2 separate regions of the Macaca mulatta genome follow, and region 2 is linked to region 1. A link is a contact called in public Hi-C data. All regions are on one chromosome and are shown on one strand. Each heading gives the region's core, a stretch centred on a gene start, on an enhancer-like site or on the middle of the called end of the contact. The rest is flanking DNA. Distances are from core to core; before and after follow the strand shown. Region 1 holds the start of MSANTD4 (Myb/SANT DNA binding domain containing 4 with coiled-coils). Region 2 holds the start of AASDHPPT (aminoadipate-semialdehyde dehydrogenase-phosphopantetheinyl transferase).

What was found. A called contact is a pair of places that touch in the nucleus more often than the background predicts.
Region 2: a contact with region 1 is called in a Hi-C map of fetal cortex germinal zone, with 3 times the contacts expected there. The contact joins the promoter of AASDHPPT here to the promoter of MSANTD4 in region 1. A contact is called at or near these places in 4 of 14 Hi-C or Micro-C datasets (cortical neurons, fetal cortex germinal zone, fetal cortical plate and 1 more).

The regions. Positions count from the first base shown.
Region 1 is chr14:106,870,986-106,874,793 of T2T-MMU8v2.0, reverse strand. It overlaps MSANTD4 (Myb/SANT DNA binding domain containing 4 with coiled-coils), which reads left to right and starts at 2,058. Exons shown (of 3, transcript NM_001194188.2): 1 at 2,058-3,319. LOC144334600 (a long non-coding RNA gene) reads right to left here and starts at 1,775. Exons shown (of 3, transcript XR_013404563.1): 1 at 1,533-1,775.
Region 2 is chr14:106,924,359-106,928,166 of T2T-MMU8v2.0, reverse strand. It overlaps AASDHPPT (aminoadipate-semialdehyde dehydrogenase-phosphopantetheinyl transferase), which reads right to left and starts at 1,816. Exons shown (of 6, transcript NM_001171189.1): 1 at 1,634-1,816; 2 at 1-59. The coding sequence starts at 1,816. KBTBD3 (kelch repeat and BTB domain containing 3) reads left to right here and starts at 2,113. Exons shown (of 4, transcript NM_001260755.1): 1 at 2,113-2,222; 2 at 2,825-3,025.

The DNA.
Region 1 (3,808 bases), core at 809-3,308:
TTTGAAAAAGATATTTCAATTAGCAAAGAGACTGAAGTTAATTGGGGAAAGCTTAGAGTTCATGATATGAAAGCAAAAGTTTGTTAATACTGATTTACCATTCTTGTCCCCGTTACTGAGGTAAATAAACAGATTCAAGTGGTGGACAGGCTCTGAACAGAACTGATAAGTGTCTGGTTAAGATGGGGATAGCTAGTTCTCTTACTTTTTCACTGTACTCATCAAAAACAAACAAACAAACAAAAAAAAACAAAAACCACCCACCACAAACAAAATCCAAAATTATAAAATACAACTTGTATTTTTCCCAAAATTACAAAAGTTTCTTTTGATCTACATAGGCAAAACTATAGACATGCTTCTTTGACAAGCATGTCTATGCTTACTGACAAAGTCGTAAGTAACAATCTGTAAGGTTAAACCGATCATTACATTTTAAAGAGCATATTTCATAATTACTTCCTATTTTATGAGAGAGTTCCTCCAAGAATATCCAGCAAGGATTCACCATTCGTCCACAATATTCCACCATTTATTTACCAAATCTTTTTTGAGTGTCTGTTACATTCTAGGCACTGCGTTATTCATAACGGTGAACAAGAAAAGCCCCACCCACATAAAATATGTGATAAGAGCTGTCAGAGGAAAGGCCGTGATGAGAGCTCGCTGAAGTAGGCTTGCAGATTTAGTAAATAAAAATTTTTATTTTTAAAAATTTAGCAAATAAACATATGGATACCAAATATTCCACTGGACAGATTAAAAATTATTTGCTTTTAACCTGAACTTCAAATTTAACTGAGCGTCCTATTTTTATCTGGCAAACCTACATGGAAGGGAAAGCTTGGAAGTGGAGGGAGGATGAATGGAGATAATTCTGGAAGCCTTCCTTTAGAAAGGAATTTCTAAAATGAATGCTAGGCATAGCGGAGAAACAGGGAGAAAACACAATAATGCCAACTGCCTTCCTAGGCCACTGTAGAGTTCAGGAACTGAAAGAAGCAAAGGGAATGGGGTAAGGAAGAAGAAAAGTGGGTATGATGTTGAGAGATGAAGCTTGAAGGAAAAGTAAGTGCCTTATTTTTCAGGTTCGATAAGGAGTTTGTACTGTATCACCAGTGGTGAGATTCCACTAAAAAACTTTAAGCAGCTCATTTTGGCTACAAGGTGAAGAATGAACTACAGTCCGGCACACAGGATGTTGCGAGACCAGTTAGGAGGCTATTGATGGAATTCAGGTGACTCCACAGAGGCCTGGACAGAGTCAGCGGAAAGAAAGGTGCACTAGTCACGAACACCTGAACGTGAGACGGCAGAAAATAAGCAACTGCAAACTTGAATATAGAGGAGGACTGGGAGAGACGAAAGCAGAAGCACGTATTTGGGGAAACAGTGAAGAATGGTAAAAAAAAAAAAAAAAAAAAAAAAAAAAGAAAAAAAAGAAAAAAAAATCAAATGTCTTCTGAGAAGTATAGCATGATAAGGACTGAGAAGTGACTCCTAGATTTAGCCATATGGAAGTCATCAGAGACCTTTGGCACGGGCAGTCTTAGAGGAATGGCTGAGGCCAATTAGGTCGCAGCCTGGTCGAGGAGGTGATGCTGGTCTAGGAACCCGACTGGAGCAGCACGCGGTTCCCACTTCTTCTTTGCCCTTTTAACAGGTGAAGGTCAAGGACAAGAGACTAGTTGCAGATGCAGCGGCCAGTGCCCCAATCAGTTGGAACAGCGCAGCAAGCGGATCACTAGGAGCCAATCCCTTCCTAGAGTCCACTTGACTGACAGAGCCGCGCACCACAGACGGAGCGCAGAGAGGGAGGTGAATCACGAGGGGGCGGAATTCCAGGGCACTAACCCGGAACCGGTTTGGGACTTGATTCCCATTGTGAGGCCAGGCCTGGGGCGGGCTCTCAGCCAGAATGGCAACATCCTTCTAGCCAATGGATGAGCCTTACCAAATGAGCGGCAGCCACATCAGCCAATGGGTGGTAGGAGATGGGCGGGCGCAGTCAGTGGGCGGGGTATCAATGAAGCATCTTTTTTCCAACCCCCCCTTGGGGCGACGGTGGGGAGGTGCCGCCGGGGTCGCAGGTGAGCGGATCTGTGCCTGAGGAGGGGGCCAGGGAAGCGGTGGCTCCGTGACCAGTGGGTGCCCTAGCAGTGGGGAGGGGCCCGGAGGGGTCAGCGGCAAGTGGCCGCAACGCTTGCTGCCGGGTTTGGTCCGAGGGCTGCGGCGTAGCGGGACTGCACGCTCGGGAGCAGTGCCACGCGCGTCTGTCGCCTGACCGGGGAGGCTAGGGAGGGCCCAGGCCACGGAAACAAGATTACAGAAGTTTCTGGGCACTCAGTCGGGACTCTCATTTAATATCCAGAGAGGAAATCTTCCAGGTTGCCCCGACTCCTACCCGGACTCCTACCAGCAGCAACCGCATCGTTGTGGCCGAGGCAGGTGCGCGCCCCTGCTCCCCTGGGTGGCTTTCCGGGAGCCCAGTCTAACTCGATTCTTCCCAGAGGCTGTTTTTGGACAGTCCCAAAGGAGGCAGCGGGAGGGAGGTGAAAGATACTTTGATAACCGTCGACCCTGGAGTAAACTTGTTATGTACCTACCACGAGTTTTAGAGAAGAACATCGTTTTTGGCAGGGGAGTGAATCCCCTATAAGAATATAGGGGAAAGTCACACTTTAAAGAGAATTGGGGTAGGGTTGATATGTAGATTTGTGATGCTTTTCTTCTTGAACTGCTTAGCTAATTTACCCTCAATTTTTTTTGATCCGTAACTTACCGTCTGGTTTTCCTCAGACTTCTTAATTCTGTCTTATCATGAAGTATCTAGGAACTTCGTTCTCAAGTTTTAGTGCTTGTAAAAAGTTGCCTGGTTATATTACGCCATTGGCGGTGCGTCATCTTCACAAAGATTACGGGTTAAGTGAACTTACATCTCATTCCTATTTCCAACCAGTAAAGAACGATTGTGAAATGGGATTTTAGAAAATGGCTGTTCTCTGTGATTGGGCATGGAAGGTTTGTAAGTTTTAGAGACTGCAGCTGTTGAATCCTTTCTGCTATGAGAGTGATGACAGCCAATACAAAAGGGATAGTGTTTGACATCTAAAATGACATATTTTCACATTTTTTGAGGTGTTATATCCCCAGCACCAAAAATAGTGCCTGCCACGCAGTAGGAGCTCAATAAGTATTTTTTGAGGAAATTACTGGGGAATGAATGGATGGTAGAAACCCCAAGCTTCTGTTACTTGGATACCAACATATAAAGGAGAGGACAGAAAGACAAACATTTCTAGAAATGGCTTTTATCCAGGTAAGCATATCTAGAGAACTTCAGCAACTCCAGATGCATCAGTGCTGGCACTTTCTTGCACTTAATCAGAAAATATCAAGGTTTTAGAAGAAGATTTTCACACAATTAAGCCAAAACTGGATATCTAAGGTGCATCCCAATATCAATTTCAGTCAGGTTAAAAAGGTATTAAAGCCCATTTTATTAAATGAAATAGTTCATCAGTTCAGAATAGGTCAGTTAGGGACAACAGGATACCACTTTGTAAGTTAGAGGTATGGAGTTAGGAACTGTTGGTAAAAAATAGGCCCTGCCAATAGCAACAGCTGCTGCCAAATTTTAAAAATATATTGACTCAGTGGTACTTCAAAAGGACTGCTATTTCTACCGTGTACCAATACATTTACAACAATGCAATTTCTAAATTGATCTCAGATTCTAAGAGCAAAATCTTATGGTGGATATCTGCATAAATTTGGATTCTCTTGACAACTTCAGTCGTTTTTATTA
Region 2 (3,808 bases), core at 567-3,066, 54 kb before region 1:
TGATTCCAAGGGATATTCAATTTCTCTGCAACCAATTTCCTTATCATCAGACGACCAGCCTGTTAAGTACATAAAACATTTGGTATGTACTGATGTCTGCCAAAGATACAACCACACTACGTGTAAAAGTATTTTTTTTTTGGTTTCTAAAATTTTCATTTTTAAAACTTTTCAAAATACTTAAGGATTAAACACACGTTAATTTAAACTTAACCAATGCTTAAGTAGATAACAAGTTAAAGCCCGCCTTAACAATTCCCTCTCCTTTGCTAGCGACCAAAGTTAACAGCTGGCATCCTGTCAGTCTCTTCTGGATTTAAATATATGTGCATTTACATGTTTTTGCTAACTCTACATATAAACACAAACATGAGATTATACTTATGTAGTATTCTGCCACATATAAGCTTTTAAATTTATAAGTATTGGGAATTATTTTATGTCTGTACACATCCGTCTGGTCCATGCAGTTTTAACTGTAGCATATTTCATAATATTATTTCCCCTTTATTGGACATTTTAGGCTCGCTCTAGACTTGCTGTCATAAACAACTCTGCAGTGACAGCCGTCCTGTATCTACATCTGCGCATATGTATTTCCAGATCCCATATATTGATCACCCAGCTTCAACGATTAGCAAGGCATGACCTATCTTGTTCTGCTCTCTCCCACCTCCAAATATTATTTTTTAAATAATTACTAAACACACACACACAAAAAAAGCAAGAATATAAGATGACAAAGTATGTATTTTTAAAAATATCTTTCAGGTTTTTTTCTTCTTCAATTCTAACACTGACTTTTAAAAACTGCAGGCTTTTAAAAGTAGTTCATTTCACAATTCCTTACAAATTATAAGTGTAAAAAATTTTCACCAATGTGCCTTATAATTATCAACTAGTCAACATTTCAAACAGAAAGGTGTTTCAATATGGGACATTTTTAAGAAAGGACTGTCTTTTAAATGATGGTAATTCACGGTTGTTTCAAATTGCACCATATTGTAGAGATTATTTGTTTGGAAATCCCGTTTTCCATTTGTTGCTTCAAAATAATAGCTAAAATAAATCTACGTAAAATACTGTTTCCCATGGCATCTAGTGAGGAAGGTATCCTCTCCGGCTTCAGGTTCATTGGCTTCAATCCCGTGAAGCGCAGGGCTACGAACTATATCATACTGTCAATAATTTCTAGGGCCTACCACGTGCAGGGAGTCCTCGGAGAATGGTGGGATATTTAACAGGCAGAATAAGCATGGGTTATGAACCCACGCAAAGAAAAAAAATAACATTTAAAGATAAAGACATAAAAACATTCATTACAGAAAAACACAATTTTGTCGGCCTTCCTTACACTTATTTCACAGTTTAGGAGGGTCTCCATTTGAAATAACAGGGGAAAAGAAAGAATTTTTACAGCCATCGCGGCCTCCGAGGCGGTTACAAAGGCCGTGGAAACCAGGCCGTGCGTCGCCCGCAACTCCGCAGCGCCGGCTGCTGTCGCCCGGACCGGCCACGGGCTCCACAGCGAGAAGGTCGCCGCCAGCGCGAGAGTGTGGGGTCTCCACAGCCCGGCCCGCCTCCCCCAACATCTGCTTCCTAGGCTGTAAATACCAAAAAAGACCTGTAGTACCATGGCTGCCTTAGCGTCCCGGGCAAAGACGAACTGGCCAATGCGCTCCTTCTCCTCGGGCTGAATCGATCGCACTGCCAGCAGCCATTCGGCTCGACTAGGCAGCCAAGTGCCGCAGGAAAAGGCCCAGCGCACGCCCTCCATGGATGGCACCAAGCAGAACCGTTTGGCAGGGAAAACCATACACTGCAAGCAGACCTCGCCGTTACCTCGGGCCTGATGGCGCGGTCGCAAACGTGGCCCCACCCCCTTCTTCCCGGCGTCCGTGCGCAGGGGGCGGGACGTCGCTACGCAGATGGGCACGTGGCCCACCGACAGCCCTCCCAGCCCGCCCCCAGCTCAGCCACCTCCTCTCGGAGAAAGCAGCTGGGGGCGGAGACGGAGATCAGCTCTGCGCTTTGCGGCATTGTATGACGTCACGTAGGCGTGGCTTCGGAGGCGCGCAAAGGGCGGGACCAAGGCCAAGAGCCCGGCAGTTACGCCACTCACACTTGCGGAAGAGTTGACGGGACAGCGGTGCAGGCCAATCGCAACCAGTCCTCTGGAGGCAGGGAGACTGGGGTGGAGACTTCGGAGACTGCAGTTGCAGGTGGGTGAGCTCCGGGGTCTGAGGGAGGAGTGGGATCGTAGCCCTTATTCTCGGGGTCTGGGTTGGCCCCTGTGGCCCACAGAGAAGAGAATGTCCTTGGCTTCAGCTGCTTCGTGTACGGGGCACGAGAGATTTCCACCTCTAGGAGGGGGTCTGCAGTGATGCCCCCTGGAGTTGTGCAACGCGGCAGCCCTGAGTTGCTTCTTTCCCTACCCCCATCCCCATCGGCCTAACACCCACCCTCACACAGTATGTTCCCGACCCTTAGCAGCAGGCAACCTGAAACCCTCCCTCCGAAGGCCGAGCCGAGGCACTACCCCCAGTGCGGGACTCCGACCCCGCCTGAATCAGAGGCTGCCAGCGAGCAGCTGGGCTAATGCTGGCTTTTTATTTGGGGCGATGAAGCGACCCAGGTGCTGTTTTGCTATTGCCAAGCCTGGGCTACAGCCCTAGCGAGAAAACAGGATTCCATTGTTGAGGCATCAGTGTTTCCATCATGACAAGAGGTCCTTGCTCTAGCCGCAGAAACAAGTAAATAACTTTACTCAGTTATTTTCTCAGACTTTGCGAAGGGTCATATTGATGTATGTCTGTTTCCTTAGTTGTTCCGTGTAGGCTGTTGTTGACTCTCGTATGAAAGCCCACGCGATCCAAGTGCCCTGCAGGTTTTGGTCCAGGGAAAAGTTGGTCTCTGCAGATGACTGTAAATGACTACCTGGAGGTCGATTAAAGTGCAGTACTGCGGGATTCAGCCGATTTCCTTCTTCCTCTGACTGCCCGGAAATATCAGCCAAAGGCCAGCGGTACTAATTAACACAATTACCTGCCTATGATTTCTGTCCTATTTAAGATGGGTTCTATTATGTTTTTATCCATACTTGTCTTCATTAACTTTTCGTGATATCATAAGCCCCCCAAATCCCTCGAAAGTAGATGGGATTCTGAGCACACACACACACAAATTCAGATCCCCAAAGGACAGTAAAATGAATTATTGGCTTAATATATCATCTTAGCTAACCAAAAGCCTGTGTCAGCTGCCATATTGAAAATCTGGTTACCAGCTGCAGGGAGCTTACAGTCTGGTAAAGCAAATAAATCATATGCATAAAAAGTACAATAAGAGACAGTGTAAAGGTATGTAAATAATACTAATACCCATATCAGCAATGATCATAACTCACTTCTCCATTTTTAACTGAGAATCATATAACTTTTCCTTCCTGTCATTTTAAACTGATTTTTGTAAGTTTGGTACATTAAGTTTCTGTTTCCAAACACTTCTGTGTACGTTATTGCGCATGTTCTGTGTACTAGTTATTACTGATGGAGACAATGAGCTCAGAAAGAGAATTTGTTTAAATTTAGGAATTCATATCCCATTATTTTACCATCGAACAAGAGCTCTGTGTATTACATCTATGGAGCCTAATACACAGACAGTAATTTAGGGATTATTTGTACTTGGTCTAGAATGTAGAATATTCTCCCCTTCTCCCATTATCACATTCCTTGTTTCCTCTGTATCATTCAGGCCCAAATGTCATACCAAACAGAATGTCTTCGTTCACCCAGTGTAAAATAGC